2 separate regions of the Bos taurus genome follow, and region 2 is linked to region 1. Evidence: chromatin contacts called from public Hi-C data. All regions are on one chromosome and are shown on one strand. The core of a region is the stretch at or near the end of the contact, and the rest is flanking DNA. Distances in the headings are between cores, read along the strand shown.

What was found. A called contact is a pair of places that touch in the nucleus more often than the background predicts.
Region 2: a contact with region 1 is called in a Hi-C map of liver, with 3 times the contacts expected there. The contact joins two enhancer-like sites. A contact is called at or near these places in 3 of 11 Hi-C or Micro-C datasets (liver, skeletal muscle and skin fibroblasts).

What each region holds. Positions count from the first base shown.
Region 1 is chr13:22,707,540-22,711,704 of ARS-UCD2.0, forward strand. No RefSeq gene overlaps it. Among named protein-coding and RNA genes, the nearest start is that of SKIDA1, 30 kb to the right of the region's middle. Within about 2 kb of position 2,027, at least 63 of the 102 cell types and tissues checked have an H3K27ac peak or open chromatin away from gene starts, as enhancers often do. A contact at or near this core is called in liver, where this site is marked.
Region 2 is chr13:22,942,883-22,947,047 of ARS-UCD2.0, forward strand. It overlaps MLLT10 (MLLT10 histone lysine methyltransferase DOT1L cofactor), which reads left to right. Exons shown (of 23, transcript XM_025000955.2): 18 at 1,326-1,514; 19 at 1,934-2,022; 20 at 2,161-2,522; 21 at 3,524-3,620. Among named protein-coding and RNA genes, the nearest start is that of MLLT10, 200 kb to the left of the region's middle. Within about 2 kb of position 2,234, at least 2 of the 102 cell types and tissues checked have an H3K27ac peak or open chromatin away from gene starts, as enhancers often do. A contact at or near this core is called in liver, where this site is marked.

The sequences.
Region 1 (4,165 bases), core at 777-3,276:
TTTTTTTTTTATAAGGTCTGTCTCCTTTCTTTTGCTTTCCTTCCCTCCTTATAACTCCACGACAACAAAGTTGACTAAAAGTGATTTTCCACGAAGGACCCTTCTTAACATATCAAAGAGATAAGGCGACACTGGCTATTCCGAAACTCGGCCCACTTGACCCGGGAGGTCTCCTGCACCCCTACTCCTTCTCTGGGCCTCCCGCCAGGGCGGAGCAACCCCAGCAGGGCTCTCGGCAAGTTGAGAACTTGCTCAGGCGCGGCGCGGTGTGTCTACTAGTCTGCTTTCCCCCAGGGAAAGCTACGAGACTACAAGTGCTTCTTGTAGTCAGCTTGGGATCTTCGAGACCGCGGACTGGAGGCCCAAACCACTCCTCCTCCTCCCGCGCCTGGCGACCGGGGAACCTGGGTCCGGGGATAATTCATTGCCCAAGCGCCCCCATCTATCTGCCCTTCGGCCCCAGTGAGAAAGCGCCGGATGGAACTTGCCCGGCGCGTTTGGCCCCAGGGTGACTCGTGGAGAGACTGGATTCGCGTGGAGAACCACGAGGTGGGGGAAAAGGGTGGGGAGAGGCACCAGTCCCGGCCGCCCCTCGCGCTGGGGGCGCCGCCAGTCCAGGACCCAAAGGGAGCAAACGTGGGCGCGGATCCGTTTCCCTCTTCACCAGAGAACGGGCTCTTCATTGAGAAGGAAAAACACAAGGAAAGTCAGCTCGCGCGTTTGTTTTGGTTTTTCGTCTGTTTGCCTCCCAATTAAAAAGTGGCCGGCTAGGCAACAGCTTTGCGGTTTTCACAGTGTAAAACGGTTTAGAGGCAAAGCTCCAACCCTTCTCGACTTTCGCTTGCGGTTTGCAACCCCCGGGGCAGGCGTGACCCTGCGGCACCTGCCGGAGCGAGCTCCTCCCGCCGGGGCCAGACCCGCGGCCTCGGCTTCGCTGGGGCGGGGCCCGGGGGGGGGGGGAGGGCGGAGCCGAGGCTGGGGGGTCGGGGGAGGCAGGTTCCCACCTTTCAGGTAGACTCCAAGCTCCTGCCCGCCCCTGCCCGCACCGCCTCCCCTCCCCCGCGCCCTCCCGGCGCCGGGACCTGAGCTTTCTTCTGAGACTACCCTGGGTGTGCGGAAATCCTGGGACAACTCCTGAGGGACCCCTCTCCAAGATGCCGAGGAGCGAAGAGCAAAGGAAAGAAATTTACTGCAGATGGCACCGGAACCAGAGCTGGCTTGTTAGTGCCCTGGTCGGGGTTTTCCCGGGCTACGTGCCGGCCTCGTAGGTTTTCCCCAGTAATCTCGAGTTCGATGAGGTCACTTGTCCAATAATCGATGAGTTCATACCCACACGCACATCTAGCTAAAACAAAAAGAAAGAAAAACTGCTCTTCCATCTTCTCCACGTTCCTTGCTTTCACCAAATTAACTAGCCCTCCCGGCTAGAGTAAGCTGAAGCCGGGGCGCCGGAGATGCAAAAGGAGGGGGTTCTCTATGGGCCCACCGCTCCTCCCCGGCGTCTTGCACCTGCACCTGACCAAGAGTTTGCGGGCTGTGGGCGCTGAATGCGATTCCCAGACCGCCAGGCTCATCCAGAACCCATGCATCCAAAAGACCCAGGGACAGGCCAACAACCCTCGGCGACCCTTCCCTGCAGGCCTTCTGCTTTTAATAAACGAAAATAAAAGTTTGCTTTTAAGTAAAAGAAACGCCGTTTTGGTCTTTCAGCCCAGACGCGTGACTTACGCATCCTTTTACACCAGCAGGGAATTATCAATTGTGATTGTCGAAATCGATACCGGGGCATCCGCAGACGAGGATCTGCAGATAGTGGGGTCAAGGGATCAAGGAAATAGCAGCAGGAACCATCAGACTCCGACCCTTCTGGACCGCCAGGCCCGCTTCTTGAGGGAGACGCCGCGGGTGGAAGCAAGATTGCGGAATAGCCGAAAGCGCGGGTGGGGAACGAGGCCCGTTCCACCTTAAGGGTCGGCGCTGCGCGGCGGCTGCGGAGGCGCCCGGCACCTGCAGGAGGCGCTGCTGCCCCGTGGTTCCGCCCTCGCCGCGGCGAGCCGCCTGCCTGGCAGCTCCCGGGCCGCGGTCCCTGGAGTGGGTGGGGACGCTGGGGGAGGAAGGGAGCGAGTGCAGCCGTTAGGTAAGGAACCCGAGCCCTCCCGGATTTGGAAGCGGCCTCAGCGAGGCGTTTGCTGGAGGGAGCTTTCCGTCTTTCGGCCGCGAGAGGAAATGTGGCGAGGCGTCCTTCCCTGCCCCCACTGCCTGCCTTCCTGCCTCACTCCACCTCCGCTCCCCGACCCCGACCGTGCTTCCCAGACCCTTTGTTCTCGAGGTTGGGAGCTGCTGGGTGGGGGGTTCCCGGGGGAAGAGGTTCCCACTGCGCTACTCGAAGAGGAAGGGACTCTCGCCTCGCCTCGCCTCCGCCCAGCCTGCCCCAGCCGAGTCCTCCTGGCCCCACGCCCCCTTTCCGCGTCCCAGAGCCTCCTGGCCCGCCTGGAGTCCCCAAGTTCCCGCTTCCAGGCCTTCACCGTCGGTTTACCGGCCTCCCTTCCCACTTCTCCGCCACTCCGAGGTCTCCGAGAAGAGGGTGGGAGAGGCAGAAGGGAGGGGGAGGAGAAACCACGTCGCCTCCGCTGCGCGGAGAATCCCCGGGGACCCTTTTAGTTCGCATTCCCCCGGCACCCGCCGCAGAGGCAGGGGTTTCCCGGCGCTGCCGCAGGGCGGAGGGGCGGCTCCAGCCCGGAGGCCGCCCGGCCCGCACCCCCACCACGCGGCTTATGCAGCTACGCGCGCGCAACCCGGCCCGCCCGCGCAGTCTGGAGAGGGCCCGCGTGGCGCGGTCTCACGGTCAGGACCCGAGCCCCCCAAGTGGAGAGACAGAGACACTGTAGTTCGCGCCCCGGGGAGGCGAACTGCAAACAAACGCCTCCTGCTTTCCCCCATCTACTCTCTGGGGCGCCACCCGCATCGCCTGTCCGCCGGGCGCGACCCGGAGGGCTCCCGCGATTGTATCTCCTTCAGTACAGTTACAGCTGCACGCAGCTGATTTCTTACTCGGGCGAAGGCGTCGCGCAGTGGAGCGAGGGGACAGGGCTGCGGGGGGAGGGCAGAAGCCGGGGTGGGAAAGTGAGCGGAGAGGTGAGGGGACGTGGCAGGGCGACTGAATAGTGCAGGGCCTCCCGGAGTCCCGACTCTGAGCCGAAGAGGCAGGACTGCCGGTGCAGGCCCGCCCGCGCCCCGGCCCAGCAGCCGCAACCCAGCGGCCGAGCCCTTCACGTCGTGGGCGCTGGAGATGCGCCTTCGCCTGGCAGGCGCCCCGCGCTCTTGCAACCGTAGAACGGGCTCTCCACGAGCCCGGATACCAAGTAGGTACCCCGCTCCCCGCTCCGCCCGGAGATTAGGAGGCCCGGAGCCACCGGCTGGAGGCTTCCCGGAGTCTCCTCAGGCCTCTCGGCGTGACCCTGGACCTTACTGGCTCATGGAGAGCCGCGCCAGCAGTTCTCTCCGCAGCGGGTTCCCCCGGACACACCCCGTCCCCACCCCCGAGAGCTGGCGGCCAGCTCGGAATGCCAGGCGGCCAGGCGGGCGCCTTGCCAAATTCCGCGTTCCTCTCCAGGAGACGGAGAGTTACGTCCCAGGCTCGGGAAAGCCAGTTAGTTTGGGCTTGAGAGTCGCTTGCAAAAGCCCCCCAAGGCGCTTGGGACGCCTCTGCAGGTTGAATTCCTGCTCCGTATCACTTCAATTTTAATTAATCTTTTAAAACACCGCTGTCACGTCGCTTGCAGAAAATTAATCAAACCTGAATCCTTGTTGCATAGCAAGAATTTCGATCCGAGTCTTTTAAAAAGGACTTGACTTTGCAAAGTCACGTCTTTTACGGTTCCCTCTTTCCCCCTTTAGCAAGGGAAATATTGCAAAAGTCAAGACATGTTTGGTTCTTTCTGTCTTCAAAATGAAACTTTGCTTATTTCTGATCTTTATTTTCTGTCTTTGAACAAAAAATAGCGAGATAAATTGCCTACCTCTGTTAATTCAAAATATAATTACTTTGAATGATCTTTGTTTAAGAGCCCAGATAAACTAAGATAATCTTAATTTTAGTGTGACACGACCCCCATTTTTCCTTGTGAATAATGAGAATAAAGCAGTCACTAATTAATACCAAGAT
Region 2 (4,165 bases), core at 984-3,483, 240 kb after region 1:
GCTGTAGCTTCTTTTAGCTGAATTGTTTGAATAAAACTTGCTCACCACTGCAGAATTTATTTTTTTAAAATGTGTATAGTCAAGGCCAACTCTCTTGATTTTATAATTTGGATGAGAAAGAATAAGTACTAAGTTACATATACATTATACATATACTATATATTATATCATTTACTTGCTAAATTATGTAGTGTCTATTATATATACGTATTTAGTATCTTTACAATTTTAAGTGTCTATCTTACTTAAATATAGTGTTTTATTTTTTTTTTTTCTAATAATTTGAGGGGGTATAAGCTTTTACTTCTTTATTTTTTAAAACAAAACAAAATATTTTGCTTATCATTAGACAGGTGCTGTAAATGTGGTATTTTTATGAATGGCGCTCTTGACAAGAAATGCTAATTGTGAGGAAATTCATGCCAGGATAATCCTTTAAACATGATAGCTGGAGGACAGGTTTAGCTTAGTCTTATTGCATCTCATTTGGGTACACTAAGGGATCTGTGTGGGATCTTGAAGAGGAGGGATAAAAGTTAAATCCTTGGGAAATGACCGTATGTGTCTGTACCAGTAGAATTGTGTCTTTTGAAGGCCCTGAGGGCATGTTAAACAAATACAACTTTTTAATACATAGAACTTTAAAGTGTCCATCATCATGGCATCTCTGCTGTCCGTTGAGAGGTCCGAGCTGTGGCAGGGATGGAAAAAGTATTTGAGGTGGTGAAACAGGACAGCCTGTGTGCAGAGGACATGCCTTTCCTGGGAGCCAGGAGTAGGGCTTTGGTGCGCGTACACTGCTCCCTGCTGGGCGTGTGTGGATCCGCAGGCTGAGCCGCTGGGCTTCCTCATCCAGTGTCCTCCGGTGAATTGCTTAGTTTAACCAAACAACAAAAAATGCTTGTGCTCTTTATTTGTGTCGAAGGACATTGTTGTGTGTGATTCTTTGACCTTTAAAAAATGATTTTAATGAAAAATCATGGCGGGCACTTTGAATTTTTAATTAGGCTTTTATTTTGATGAAAATCAAATGTTCCTGTGATTTTTATTTGAGAATGGAAGTTACCTGAACTAGGTTTGGGTTTTTTGTTAGTGGCAACAAAGTTTCTACGCAGTACATCTTGGAACAATATCCCTTTATGCTTACATAGGTAGAAATATATTATTATATATTTGTATCTGCATAAATTTAGAAATAGAACCTTGTCACTTAGAAATGCTTTACAGAATTTCTACTTTTCTGTTTTATTTCTAAAGTTACTGACACAAGTCCATAAAGTACCTGGTCCTGTGTGTGAAATTGTCTTTATTCAAATCTCTGCTAGTTTTAGGGATGCTGAAGTCATTACATCAACTTCAAGTAGAAAATCGAAGATTAGAGGAACAGATTAAAAACTTGACTGCCAAAAAGGAACGCCTTCAATTATTGAATGCACAGCTCTCAGTGCCTTTTCCAACAATAACAGCAAACCCCAGCCCATCTCATCAAATGCATGCATTTCCAGCACAGAATGGTAAGTGTAAATTTATTGTGGATCTAAGGAAAGTAGGATGAACTTTTCATTACTTTTTTCATAATAAGTGAATAATAAGTGGTCACCAGTTATATGAAGATGTAGAAAAGGAATAACAGGTTATTTTAGAGGAGCATAAAGAATCCTGTTCAATGTTCAACTTGAATTTGCTCTAACATCTTTAGTACAGAATTTAATGATAAAATTTAAGTATATGATGATATCTATTGATTTAAAGCCATGGTATTCAATAGAGATACAGATTTTTTTCATTCAGATTGGTCTTAAGAATAGCAAGGCTTAAAATTTAAGTGTTTCTAATGTGGGCTTCAGACTAAGCTTTTAGACAAACCTTTAATCTTACATGTAATGTAATTCAACAGGTAAATAAGCTTCTTTTTGTCTTTTTTCTTTTCTAGCTCCTACTACTGATTCCTTGAACAGCAGTAAGAGCCCTCATCTAGGAAACAGCTTTTTACCTGATAATTCTCTTCCTGTATTAAATCAGGTAATTTCGGTATGGTTAATTTCATTTGTGTGTTTTACTTACAAACAACGGTATATTACGTTAAATGGTTTAAAATAATTTTAAACTGTTTTTTTGCTGTGTTGTTTACAACTTGGTTCCTATTCTTCCTTATGTTAGGACTTAACCTCCAGCGGACAAAGCACCAGCAGCTCATCGGCTCTTTCTACTCCACCTCCTGCCGGGCAGAGTCCAGCTCAGCAGGGCTCAGGCGTTAGCGGAGTTCAGCAGGTCAATGGTGTGACAGTGGGGGCACTGGCTAGTGGAATGCCGACTGTAACATCCACCATTCCTGCCGTGCCTGGAGTGGGTGGAATAATTGGAGCTTTGCCAGGTAACCAACTGGCAATTAATGGCATTGTAGGAGCTTTAAATGGGGTTATTCAGACCCCTGTCACAATATCCCAGAACCCTACCCCCCTCACCCACACAACTGTACCACCTAATGCAACACATCCAATGCCAGCTACACTGACTAACAGGTAAGAAACTTACTTAAGTATCTTTGGCAGTTTTTAGAGCAACATGGTACCAAGCTATCCATGCTTTAGTTAGGGATGTTTTAATGTGTCCCTTGTAGATGTGCTCTAAGAAAGTAAAATCCACAAGCTAAATATATTATACCAGGAGCCATTTATTTTTGACACTTTAGTAATTCAGATTAAATACAAAGTTAAATCACTTTGAGAAGCAAAGCATAAGCATTAAATATATTCTGTACTGAAAATTTCAGTCTTGATCTGTAATGTCTGTTTTAAATGCTATTTTTCTTAACCTCATGTATTGAAAATTCTGGAGCAAAGTAATATTGTAATGAAGATCACATATGAATGTTGGTTTCTTAAAATTCAGCTATGTAATTTTGTTAGCTTTGTAATCAAAGATTTTGATATAAGATGAAGGTCAAATATTTATCTTGAATTTCCAGGGAGTGAGACTTGCTGTTTCATTGTGCTGGAATTTCATTTGAATGGCAAAGCCATGTTGTTATTGCACATACTTTTGAGGAATAAATCATTTTAAATGGATTTGTAGTGGATAGTAGTAAACTGTTTCTTCTGGCTGTCTTTTCGTTGGTGCTTAATTTTACTGACAGTTGGGACCATAAAAAAAGTTTAAGTAAAATCAGTTAGTAGTATGTTTGGATTCTTTCTTTGTTTTACTATGTGGGTTAAATTATCCCTGAATGATTGAAAATAAAGTATTACATGTGCATATAAATTTTTATTCCATTGAACAATTTAGTACCTGCTTGGTTTACAATAAAAAGGGAACCAAAACATTTATTGACAATGTGAATTCTTGGTTACCTGTATATGTGCAGAGAGAGAGAAGAAATTTTTACATCGTTGTTTTTCAAAAAGTGTTATGGTTAAAAACTTGACTTGTTAACTTATTAAACATCAAATTGAGAAGTTCTTTCATTTTACATTTAAAAAAAAGAGGTTTACAGTAGAAAGTAAGAATTTTCATCATTTTTCAGTGCCTCAGGACTAGGATTACTTTCTGACCAGCAAAGACAAATATTTCTTCATCAACAGCAATTCCAGCAGTTGTTAAATTCGCAACAGCTCACACCAGTAAGTTCTTCCTTTTGATAATATTTGATCTTTATTAGGAGCAAGTGATCAAAGTTATAATAAGTATTCAGTGTGTAGGTATAGATTACCCACTTTGTGAAGTGACATGGTCTAGTCTATGATACCTGCAGTGATGTTAATTGTATGGATTCATCGACAGGTATTAGAACATTATTGTGCTGCTCTGGTAGACTCTGGTGAACAAGACTTGTCTTTTCATGTAGCTTTATTCTGATAGGGGAGATGGACATTAGATACATATTTTTTGGTAGTGATGAGTACTGGAATGAAAAATGAAGCAGGATAAGGGAATAGAGGACAGTCGGGGGAGAGCCGTGGTAGATAGGATGGTCCAGCCACTGAGCAGATGACTTTTGAGCAAAGATCTGAATAAAAGGTGAAGGAGCATGACTTTCTGACACAGAGGTAGAAGAGAATGTGCATTCAGGGTCGAGGGACTAGGGCACCTGTGCTGCATGACTGGGCTAGTGTGGAGGAGAGCAGGCAGGTGTGGGCTGCAAGGTCATGGGCTGCTTTGTTTGGCT